Regions from separate parts of the Mus musculus genome. Here all the other regions are linked to region 1. A link is a contact called in public Hi-C data. All regions are on one chromosome and are shown on one strand. Each heading gives the region's core, a stretch centred on a gene start, on an enhancer-like site or on the middle of the called end of the contact. The rest is flanking DNA. Distances are from core to core; before and after follow the strand shown.

Evidence for each region. A called contact is a pair of places that touch in the nucleus more often than the background predicts.
Region 2: a Hi-C map of CD8 T cells shows a contact between it and region 1, with 4 times the contacts expected there. The contact joins the promoter of Evi5l here to the promoter of Arglu1 in region 1. A contact is called at or near these places in 2 of 484 Hi-C or Micro-C datasets (CD4 T cells and CD8 T cells).
Region 3: a contact with region 1 is called in a Hi-C map of B cells, with 6 read pairs. The contact joins the promoter of Zfp958 here to the promoter of Arglu1 in region 1. A contact is called at or near these places in 2 of 484 Hi-C or Micro-C datasets (B cells and CD4 T cells).
Region 4: a Hi-C map of B cells shows a contact between it and region 1, with 7 read pairs. The contact joins the enhancer-like site here to the promoter of Arglu1 in region 1. A contact is called at or near these places in 10 of 484 Hi-C or Micro-C datasets (B cells, CD4 T cells, CD8 T cells and 5 more).

Annotation. Positions count from the first base shown.
Region 1 is chr8:8,689,169-8,692,094 of GRCm38.p6, forward strand. It overlaps Arglu1 (arginine and glutamate rich 1), which reads right to left and starts at 1,369. Exons shown (of 4, transcript NM_176849.3): 1 at 809-1,369. The coding sequence starts at 1,149. Mir7654 (microRNA 7654) reads right to left here and starts at 994; the gene lies at 925-994.
Region 2 is chr8:4,165,207-4,168,132 of GRCm38.p6, forward strand. It overlaps Evi5l (ecotropic viral integration site 5 like), which reads left to right and starts at 1,361. Exons shown (of 20, transcript NM_001346730.2): 1 at 1,361-1,557. The region is part of intron 4 of 4932443L11Rik (a long non-coding RNA gene); the gene reads right to left.
Region 3 is chr8:4,611,659-4,614,584 of GRCm38.p6, forward strand. It overlaps Zfp958 (zinc finger protein 958), which reads left to right and starts at 1,512. Exons shown (of 4, transcript NM_145591.5): 1 at 1,512-1,620. The coding sequence starts at 1,618.
Region 4 is chr8:4,677,303-4,680,228 of GRCm38.p6, forward strand. It overlaps Gm6410 (a long non-coding RNA gene), which reads left to right. Exons shown (of 2, transcript XR_378684.4): 1 at 1-1,264. Among named protein-coding and RNA genes, the nearest start is that of Gm6410, 3.9 kb to the left of the region's middle. Within about 2 kb of position 1,364, at least 411 of the 459 cell types and tissues checked have an H3K27ac peak or open chromatin away from gene starts, as enhancers often do. A contact at or near this core is called in B cells, CD8 T cells, erythroblasts and 4 more, where this site is marked.

The DNA.
Region 1 (2,926 bases), core at 119-2,618:
GTGTTCAATCCCTTACCTCCCTCCTAGGGGCTTCTGGAAAACCTGCCTACCACAAAAATCTGCCTTCTATTTTTTTGCAGAAAATAGAAACCCCTACACAAGTCATATACACAAACTACCTAGTTCCTGCTTCATAACCACTTATTCAAGTCTTCAGTTAATTACTCCGGAAACGATGGCTGGCTTAACAGGGAACACATATGCTTAGTATTATTGCTCCACGTGGCTGGGGCGGGGGGGGGGAGGGGGGCTGGGCACATCTTTTTTAAAAAAGTACTTCACAACGTTCAAGTTTACTCTGGTTGGGTCATCAACACCTACTTTCACATCGAAAGCCGCCTCACTCAAAACCACGTGATCTTCCCCCAAATTTCAAGTCCAGTCCCCTGATGGGAACCGGTTTTGCCCTAAGTGAAAAATTCGGATAAGAGCGCTCTGAAACTAGAAGCATTTAGGCGGGCAAACAGCAGGGTCAACAGTAGGGTCAAGCATGCTCACTAGAGGGGCTGAGGCCAAGACAAAAAAGAGAGGGGCCGGAGAGGCACCCCGGGTGTCCGCTGCAACTTTGTGCATCTGTCTTTGAACGACCGTATGAAAGGAGGTTCAGAAAGGGCCCACACTCTCAAGCCGGGCGCGCCCCGGGACGGACCCCCGCACAGGTGCCCTGCGCTCCAACGCCTCGGGCCCGGGGATCCGCAGCCCCGCCAACCTCCCGCCTCGCGCCCTCAACTCGGACTTCCGGGCCGGCGCTCCCGCCCCACCCGGCCCCCGTGAGCGCGCCCCGCGCCTCCAGCCGCGCGCCCCTCACATTTTTCGCTGTCGCTCGAACTCCGCCTTCTTCTCCTCCTCCTCGCGCTTCTGCTTCTCGTCCAGGCTGCTGCGCTTGCTCACCGTGCGCCCGAAGATGTCGATGCGGTCGGGCGGGGACGAGGCGCGCTCCCGCTCGCGCCGGGATGCCGCCGCGTTGGTGGAGCGCGAGCGGGAGCGCGACTCCCGCCGCCGGTTCCGTTTGCTCTCCCGGGACTTGGAGCGCTTCCGCACCCGCTCCTTGTCCCGCGAGCGCGAGCGCGAGCGGCTGCGCTTCTTGTTGTGCTTGGAGCTCTTGGTGTGCTTAGAGCGGGACGAGCTCCGGCTCCGCGACCGGCCCATCCTCGCGCCGCGCGGCGCCCGCCGCCTGTCGCCCGCTGCCCGCCGCAGGCCGCCCCCTCGCCGCTGGGAAGCGCGGCCCCCCGCCCGCGGACCCTCCGCCTCGCCCCAAGCGCACCCGCCACGCACACGGCCGCCTCCGCCGCGAAGGCCTAGCAGGCCCGGCCCGGAGTCCCTAAGATGGCAGCTGTGGCAGCACCGGCCGCCCTTCCCACAATGCCCCGCGCCGAGCGTGCCGGCACGAGCCCCGCCCCCTGACGACGTCGCCTAGGAGGGCCGGCGAATGCGGCCGAGCGCGCTCGGCTCTTTCCGCCGCTGCGTGGCAACTAAAGAGAAGAATGCTGGCCAGCCTTCAGGTCTTTAACTTTCACCTCAACAAGACCCACGAAAACCTTAGGAGTTGGAGAATATTTATGATGAGCCTTGGCTGAAAGACAGGATAAGGCCCGAGTAATTGGGAAAGTCCTGTTGTTTCCTTAGCCAGCATTGAGAATGTATCAATTGTGAGTTGGATGTGGTGGTACATGCCCAGAATTTTAGCCCCTAGAAGATGGATCAGAAGGACCAGTTGTCCAAGGTCAGCCTTGGCTATTTAGTAAGTTGGAGGCCAGCTGGGGTTGCACACATACATACATACATACATGCATGCATACATACCAACCAGAACAATTAATAAATTGTTAATAATTTATTGTAAACAAACAATAAATTAGAACAATGCCCAGAGGAGTCCCAAGTTTTCTTAAGAATGTATATGTTAGAGCCAGTTAAATGCTCTTAATAAAGTTTTATTTAAAAGGTTACAGTTTTGTGGATTTTGCCAGCCTGGACTACATAATGAGCTCAAGGCCTAGTCCCAGAGAGCAATAGCTCTCTTTAAAGACATCGAAAAGAAAAATGGGTAGTGGCCTATCTCAATGAGTCTTTTAGTTTTTGAGCTGCTATAGCAAAATACCAATGACTCATTATTTTATACCCAAGAGAAAGTTGTTTCCTACAGTTCTGGAGGCTGAGAACTCTATTAAGTAGTGGATCTGTTTGTGCTAAGGATTCTGTCTGAGCTTCCAGCAGGAGACCTTAGGAGGGGAAAAGAATGCATAAGATAAGGGTTCCCTTGTAAACATCTTAAGAACACTAGGCCAAAAAAACCCCAACCAAACAAAACACACACACACAAAACACACTAGTTGCATTTTTTTTTAAACCAAAGCCCCAGGGCTTACTCTCTTTCCCAAAGGGCCCACCTTTTAATGCTGAAACATTGCATATTAGGTCCAATTCATGAAGTTTAGAGGAAGGGTTCTTCTGGAGGTTCAAAGGCAGTAAGGATTCCACTCTACCTCTCTGTATGTGTGTGTATGTGTAGGTTTTTTTGAGACAGTTTCTCTCTGCAGCCCTGGACAGCTCTGTGGTCTATCATGGAACTAGCTTTGTAGTCCAGTTTGATCTGGAATTCAGAGATCTGCCTGCCTCTGCCTCCCAAATGCTGGGATTAAAGGCGTACACCATCACCATCGTAGCCTCATTCTTTCTTTTTATGTGTGTGTGTGGTGCTGGGGATGTAACCCAAGGTCTTTTTTTTTTTTTTTTTTTTTTTCTGAGACAGGGTTTCTCTGTGTAGCTGTCCTGGAACTCACTTTGTAGATCAGGCTGGCTTCGAACTCAGAAATCCGCCTGCCTCTGCCTTCCAAGTGCTGGGATTAAAGGCATGTGCCACCACTGCCCGGCATAAACCAAGGTCTTGAGCAAGTGCCCTGGCCCGTACCACCTTCTTATGAGA
Region 2 (2,926 bases), core at 111-2,610, 4.5 Mb before region 1:
TTTTGTAGCCTTTTGTGAATCAGGCTGTACTCCACTACTCATCAGTCTCCTCCAGAGGGGAACCACTCCCCCTGCTGAACCTATGATCTCAGCTTTCCTTCTATGACACATCCTTCCTTGCCCCACCCTGTCCAAGGCCCATAACCCACACCCTGGAGTCATCCTCTTCTCAAGTCTTGTAGCTGTCAATGATGGGTCATACATGCTCTCTGCCCTCACTTACTTATTAAAAGAATCTAGGATCTGGCCAAGGTGGTGAGTGGAAGGTGAAAAGTGGGAGGATCTGGAGTTCAAAGTCACCCTCTGCTACACAGAAAATTTTGAGGTCATCCTAAGACTACAATAGACTCTGTCTCAAAAATTAAAATAAAAAAAAAATAAAAACAAAGTGGAAGGAGAAAGGGGAGGAGGAAAAAAACGAGGACAAGGGGGAGTCGGCAAAAGAACCAAGGTCCCATTCATTCATTCATTCTTCAAGCCTTTAAAGCAGCTCTCACGTGTGCGGCTCTGGACCCAAAGGAGACCTGACACCCCCTCCGCCGCTCTATACCCCATCCCCGCCCCGCCCCGCCCCGTCCCAGGAGAGATAATGGTTGGGGCAAATGAAGGATGCAATCGGCGTTTTGATGCCAGATTCACCCAGCAAGGGTAGGACCTGACCTAACCACCCGGCCACCACAGAGATGCTGGCTCTGAAGAGAGGCCTTCTGCATACGCCCGATCTAAAACCCAAGCCAGGAGCCCGGCCCTTGTCTGGTCCCGCCTATCCTTGCACCGAGACACGCCTCCTCATTAACTCCTCCATTTCATTCAGCCCATGGCCTTAAGTCCTACCGCCCAGGACGCCAACCTCATTCCCAGTCTCACGACTCCATTGGTCAAATACAAGAGCCCGCCTTCCATCAGTGTCGCTGACTGCTTAGAAGTCAGGATCTCTTTCACAGCACACCCCTCCCATCTCAACAGTTACCAGGGACGAGGTTTGAAGAGCAGATAGTAATGGACGGCTCAGAACCTCTCATGATTGGGTAGAATTCCAGCTCTGGGCGGGGCTTAGTGCTTTCAGCTAAGGGTTGCTCAAGGCCTCAGCTTTCCTTCCGAGGCACACCTCTCGCCCATCACTATTAGTAGTTTAGGTGTCGATCAATATTATTACTTATTTTGATAGGTAAAATTAGATGTCCATCACAGATTCTCTCATTTCAATTCGCTCCTCTCCTCAGAGAACCGTAGCCAGGGTCCGCCTCACGGGGTGGCTATGGATTGGTCAGGTCTTATGTCATTCTTCTACAGTGGGCGGAGCCAAAGGCCTAAGGGGGCGGTGAATTGGTTGACTGGGCTGGGGGGCGGGGGGCGGGGCAGCGGCTCCTGTCAGCGGGTGAAATGGCAGTGGCGGAGCCAGCGACGGCCGCGGTCCCCGGGGGTGGCTGATTGAAAGGGGCCGGGCCGCGGGGTTTGCGGGACCCTCGAGCAGACGTGACCGTGGGTCGGGGCATCGGACGACACAGCGCAGGGACAGCGAGGCTCGGCGCGGCGATGGAGGCGCTCTCGGCGCAGGTAGGGCGGCCCGAACCGGGCCTCTTCTCCTTGGGGGCGTCAGTGCTGCGGGGCCCCGCGGGGAAGCCAAACCAGGAGCGTGACCTGGGGTCGCCTCGCCTCCAGAATCCACGCTGGGAGCCTTGGCATTCCCAGTCCCGGACCCTGGAACTCCGGCCTCCGCCCACCCTCCTTCCCGATCCCCTCAGGATCCCTCCCAGGGCTCCTAAGACCCAGTGTCTCTTCGCGACGTCCCCCACAGGCTCAGGACCTCTGTACATCTTTCCCAAGACTCCTCTGTTAGAATCTGTCCAGGGCTTCCCCATCCCCCAGTCTGCAGACCTGCCCCCCCCCACACACACACACCATGAGCGTCTCCTTTCCAATCCACAACCACCACCACCACCACCCCGAGTCCCAGGACCCCTCCCATCTGCACATCTCTTGCCTTTACATCCCCCTAAACCTCCCACTTGGCTTCCTGTCTTCTGTGTCTGGCCTACACCCTCATCCTCTCCAAGGAGACCAAGATCAGAGCCCTATACTCTTTCTTTCTGACTCCACAGAAACCCATGCCTCACCTCTTAAACGGAAAGATTCCCAACTGAATCCAGAGACATCAGCTCAGCCTGCTCACTTGGCACCCCTCCTGCTCAAGGGCTCCAATAAAAACAAAAACAAAAAAAACATCACTTCTAGTCTTCTGAGAAGACTATACACTGTTGCTGATCTTGAGCCATCTAGATGGCATCTTCCTGAAGAAATGAACACTCAGGACTTCCCAAAAGACCAAAAGATAGTGCTGAATCCCATCCCCCATAGACACACCCTCCCCATCCATCTTTCTGATACAGAGTGGGGTCATTTAGATACCCCTAAATATACAGGAACCTAAGGGCCCAACCCAGACCCAGGCCCATGAGTGCTCTCCCCCCCCCATCTCTCTCTCTCTCTCTCTCTCTCTCTCTCACACACACACACACACACACACACACACACATGAGAACTTCTATACACCTTCTTGAGCCCAGTACCCTCAACAGACCTCCTAACTCAGACAAAAGACAGAAGATTGTGAGGTGGCAAGCTCTGTCCCCAGCACCTAGCCTGTCCCTTCCACCCCATTCTCTTTGAGTTGGGACTCCAGGGCGTGTCAGGGCCTAAGATCTACCTACCACAAATCTCTCCCCCCCCTCTCTCTTTCTTATCCTTTTTAATAGGAAGGACATTCTTTCCTACACCAGTGTCCCAAAAGGAACCAGTGCCCATCTCCAAATCAATGGCACCTCCCTATACATACCATGGGGAGTGAGATCTTCCAGCGGCTCCTGGCCCCAATCCTAAAGTCTGACCAGACTGGTAGGACCAGCATCCTTGAGCCTATGGCATC
Region 3 (2,926 bases), core at 262-2,761, 4.1 Mb before region 1:
TGATCTCTAAAAATACAGCCAGAAAGAAGCTCTTTGTTCTCTATAGCCAGCCAAAAGCCTTTTTGTTTCTGTGCCTTACAGCCAGAGATGCGATAATTGTAGGAAGACCTACAAGGACATGGAGATAGACACCAGAGAGGAGGCTAAAGAGTTGTAGCCAACTCTCCTCCCAACTCTTCCCAACTCTTCCCAACTCCTCCCAACTCTTCCTATCTCCTCCCAACTCCTCTCAACTCTCCTCCAAACTCCTCCCAATTCCTCAGCTAGCTGTTAAAAGCCCCCTACTGTCACTGCTCGGGGTCTTACATCATCGGAAGTAGGCTTTGGTAAATTGTTTAAGGAAGCCTTTAAATAAAAAGAATTAAAATAGTTTAAATTTATGCTTTGAAGATTTACAAAAAATCAGGTACTAAATGTTAAACAATAACTGACCTTAAAAATGTATTAATTTCTTCTTGGAAATTTGCCACTAGCCTTAGATGATTTTTATTGTGCCAAATAACAATGATGTTACTGAAAGGAAATAAAACTGTAATTCATGTAATGTATGTTAAATAGCCCAAAGAGTTGTTTGTGAGCTTTGAAACCTGGGGCTGAGAACACAGCAGAACAGACCAGGACATGCCCGGGCAAGCCCATCGCCTCCCTAGCTCCCACCCCTCTGACCTAAGTTAAATGTTACAGGCTGCTGATGTTTAAATGGACCAATCATGTGAAACCGCGCCAATTCCTCCCCCAGCCCCACTCCTTTTCTATAAAAACCCCTAGCTTCCAAGCCTCGTGGTCGAATCCACTGTCTCCTGTTGTGTGAGATACGTTTCGACCCGGAGCTCCGCCATTAAAAAACCTCTTGTTGTTACATCAAGGTGTTGTGTTCTATTCGCGATTCTTGGGTGCACGCCGAATCGGGAGCTGAGTGGGGGTTTCCCCACTGAGTTCTTTCATTACCTGTTCTATCCGTGATTGCGTCAATGAACACACTTTTTGAGAAGTTGTAATTCTTGGATGATTCTGTATTTTATTGTGCCAAATGACTATGATGATATATGTTCTATCTGACTGCTTCACTGAACACATCTGCTCAGAGTTGTAATATTTGTTTCTTTATGCATAAAAACCCTTGCATGAGGACTGCAAAATATATTCAGATTCAAACTGCCTCTGTGTTTGTTTTGTCACCGCCAAATCCTTACCCACCTAGCCTTCGAGGATCCTCTTCCCAGGAACCCTCATACCCGACTGGGGTGGTCCGTGGCAGGGCCTCCCTAAGGGCTGGCTGTGGTAGCTATTGGAGGACAAGAAAAAGTGCTATTGAAATGCGAATCTCTGCATATCTGGGAAAGGTCGGTCCTCGGCGTGGAAGCCTGGCCCAGGAACCACTATGCTCTGTCTCTTTAACACACTCTAACCCAAAGGGATGTGTTCCTGTCACTCAAGACTCATTGGCCAATCAGGTTCTCCAGGAAGGCCTCTCAGTCAGAAGAGGCGGGTTCTTCCGGGTGCCATACTGCAAGTCCAGCTCCGCCGCTGAGAAGCTCGAACGGTTCCGTGTGACGTGCTCTGTGTACTGCTGTTTGGTGCGGCTAGGAGAGCTCAGGCAAGCTCTGCAGTCACGGCATGGTGAGAGCAGGGTCACTTCCCCACGGCAAGGGGAAGAGCAGCCGGAGTGAGAGTGGTGGGTCCTCCCCAGAGGCTGGGTGGGAAGGCACAAGGACTTTGGAAATGCGGATCTTTGTATATCTGGAAATGGTCTGGCCCTGGACACTTCAGCACGCTCCAACCCTAACGGAGGTACTCAAGATGTTCAAGACTTGTTGGTCAATCAGGGCCTGCAGGCACACCTGCCAGTCAGAAGAGGAGGAGGGTCTCCCCCCCCCCCCCAGCTCCCCCGGGGTGCCCTGCTGCAGGTTCCGTTCTGTAGCTGAGCAGGTTTGACTGATCTGGTGTGCTGTGCTCTGTGTGCTGCTGCTGGATGCTGTGAGGGGAAATCAGACAAGATCCAAAATCTTGATATTGTGAGCGCAAGGTCATAGTCTGCAAAGGGGAGAAGCAGGCGACTGAGCAGCTGGGAGCTGGAGTGGTAGGTCCTTCCTGGGGCTGAGTGGGAAGCGGCAGCCTGTTGCACCCCCTCTGGTCTCTAGTCACTCCCTGGACCTCGTGGTGGCCTCAGAATTACTTCACTTTGGAGGCTGGATCAGTGCATTTGAAGCAGGGTCTTCTGTGTAGAAACATCCTTGGCAGGAAGACAAACTTGGATAGCCCTAGTTTCTCTAGTGTCTTCTACAAGTTCTTAGCATTTAACATTTAGGTGTAAGATCCATTTGGAGTTAATCTTGTGGAGGTTGTACAAGGTATCTCAAGTGCTGTGTAGCAGCACTCCAATATCTAGCTGTAATGTAGAAGATGATGTGAAGTAGTTACCAGTGCTTAGAAAGAGTAAGTGATATCAAATAATTTTTTTTTCTTTGCTTTTTCGAGACAGGGTTTCTCTGTGTAGCTCTGGCTGTCCTGGAACTCACTTTGTAGACCAGGCTGGCCTCGAACTCAGAAATCTGCCTGCCTCTACCTCCTAAGTGCTGGTATTAAAGGCGTGAGCCACCACCGCCCGGCTATCAAGCTAAGACTTCCTACAGAGAAGTAGTATGCTAACCAGACCTGTTAGAGATTAAGATGCTAGGATACACATGTTTGTTGACTAGGATTGTCCTGAAATATGGTTCCAAACCATAACAAAGGACACTCCCCTGATTTACAACCAGCCACTAGGTCTAAAAACAGGCCTCTATCAAGCTGCTCTCAGGGGGCATTACAGGGTCATAACCAACTGGTTAAGAGCACTGACTGCTCTTCCAGAGGTCCTGAGTTCAAATCCCAGCAACCACATGGTGACTCACAACCATCTGTAATGGGATCTGATGCCCTCTTC
Region 4 (2,926 bases), core at 114-2,613, 4.0 Mb before region 1:
GGTGGCATGAGAATTCGCGTGGTAGCGGAACCGCAGCCTGGACTTCCGGTCCTCTAGCCCGCCGGCGCAGCAGTGCATGCGCAGATTCCCCGTCCTCGAATATTCCTCCGTTCCGCGGTTTCTCCGCCTCGACACGCCCCCCCTGCCGTTCAATGACCGGGGATTGGAAACCCGTGCCGTCAGTCACTGGCCAGCGGGCGGGGCTTCCTACCATCTCATGTCAGTGCAGTTGCTGTCATGGCCTTGCCTCAGCTCCTTTATTCACGGGAATCCCCCTGCCTCACTCTCACACCCGCTGTCATCCCCCGCCCCGTGCCTCAGCTGCAGACAGTGATTCCGTTTCCCGCTCCCGCTTCGCTCCTCAGCCGCCGCCGCAGAGGGGCTCCCGCCGCCCACTGGAAGCCTCTCCGTGCCGTCAGTCACGGTGCCATTCGGTACGACCGGAAACAGCGAGCAGGACGGGGCACGCATGAGGCGAAGCTTCCTGACTGGACTGCATCTCCCATCAACCCCTGCGGCCGCAGCAGACCGATCGGACTTCCTGTCCGGGCCGGAGGCACATCCTGTCTGGCGCAGAAAGTTATGGTTCAATAATTCTAGTGCATGCTGGGAGTTGTAGTTACTTCCCTCCTCGCGCGGGATCTCCTGTTTGCCACAGGAAGTGAGGTGGCGGTAGCCCCTAGGCATGCTAGGAGTCGTAATTCTGTCCCAGTCCCGGGTTTGGGTCCTCTGAGCCCCGCGAGGTTTTTCTCTGATTGGCGAGCACAGCTCAGTGGGCGGAGACGGTGATTGACAGGCGGAGGGGGCGGCTACATCACTGCGTTTGTTTATATATTGAGAAAAGAAAAATAAAGCGCAAGCCCCTGCCTCAGTCAAGGCCAAGCGGGCGGGGCTTCCTGCTGCGTACCGGAAGTCTCTCTCCTGTTGTCTCAGGTCCGTGCAGTCACGGTCATCCCCCTGCCTCAGTTCCTTCCTTACTCACAGGAATCCCCCTGCCTCACTCTTACACCTGCTGTAAATTCCGCCTCAGCTGAAGACAGACAGTGAATTCGGTTCCTGAGCCCGCTTCCGCGTTCTGACTCCTGTGACGTCAGAGCCGGCATCATCGAGGTGTGCGCGCACTGCCACGCCCACTGACGTAGACTTTGACGCCGAGGCCGGGGTTTCCCCGTCCCAACGGTAACTGCCGCGACCCATGCGCCCCGGTCGCTCGGTGACCCCAATGTCAGTCAGACGCCTCCGTTCCCACAGCCGCCGTGACGTGGTAGGTCACAGCCGCTGCCGACACGTCTTTATGTCACACCCACTACACCTAGATCACGCCCACACGGCTTTAATGCTGTTCCCACTACACTCAAGCCACACCCATTACACTCAGGCCAAGCCTACACAGCTTCATGCCCTGCCCAATACTCTCAGGCCACTACTACAGGACTTTAGGCCCCGCCCACAACACTCAGGCTATGCCCACAGGGCTTTATGCCTCTTCCACACATCCTTAGGCAACTCACACACATCTTTAGGACACTCACATCTTTTGGACACTTCCACTATACTCAGGCCCCTCCCACACAACGTTAGGCCCTCCCAGTACACTCAGCCCCCTCCCACACATCTTTAGGCCCTCCCACTACACTCAGGCCCCTACCACACTTTTTTAGGCCACTCCTACACATCTTTAGGACCCTCTCACTACACTCAGGCCCCTCCCACACGTCTTTATGACACTCCCACACATCTTTAGGACCCGCCCACTATACTCAGGCCCCTCCCACACATTTTAGGACACTCCCACACATCTTTAGGACCTTCCCACTACATTCAGGCCCCTCCCACACATCCTTAGGATCCTCCCACTACACTCAGGCTCCTCTCACACATCTTTAGGACACTTACATAGTCAGAACACGCCCCCAAATTTACATATACATTTACATAGACAGTTAGAACACGCCCCCAAATTTACAGAGACAGAACACACCTCAAATTAGGCCCGCCCAGACACTTTTAGGCCACTCCATAACATCTTTGGGCCCGCCCAGACATCTTTAGGCCACTCCCACACATCTTTAGGCCTGCCCACACATTGGTAGGCCCGCCCACATAGACATTTACATAGACACTGAGAACATGCCCACAAATTTACAGAGATATTTATGTAGACATTTACATAGTTACTCAGAACACAACCACAAATACACATAGACATTTACATAGACAGCGAGGACACATCCACAAATTTACATAGACATTTACATAGTCACTGAGAAGGACTGGCTGACTTCTGAATCTTTTTTTTGTTTCTTCATGTTAGGTTTGAGGAGGACACCCTACCCACGTGGCTATCCTCAGTTGCGAGTCACTGTGGGAATTATCCCAGTTGTCTTTTGGTCTTTTCATATATGTAAATGTATTTATAAATGCACATACAAATGATATGTAATTGTATATGCAATGTGCACGCAAGTGTACATGTAAATGCATATGTGAATAAGCAAATATGCAAATGATATTCATGCCCATGCTTTCAAATGCCACGCCCACCCTCATTTAGGCCATGCCCATGCAGCTTCAGAACATGCCCACCCTCCTTTAGGCCAAGCACACTACTCTGAGACCACGCCCATCCTCCTTCAGGGCACACCCACTACTCTCAGACCATGCCCATACTCCTTTAGGACACTTCCACTACAGAAAACACCCACAGATCTTCAGTCTACTCCCACTATTCAACAACAATGCCCTCAATTGGTCAGGACACACCCATACTTCCTAATGCCACACCAATCCTATCCAGACCACGCCCACCCATAATTCTTTAGGCCAGTTTCACCACACTCAGGCCACACCCTCTGCACCCAGCCATGCCCATTCCTTCTAATGCCATGCCCACCAGAATTAGGCACCGCCCACACATCTAAATCTC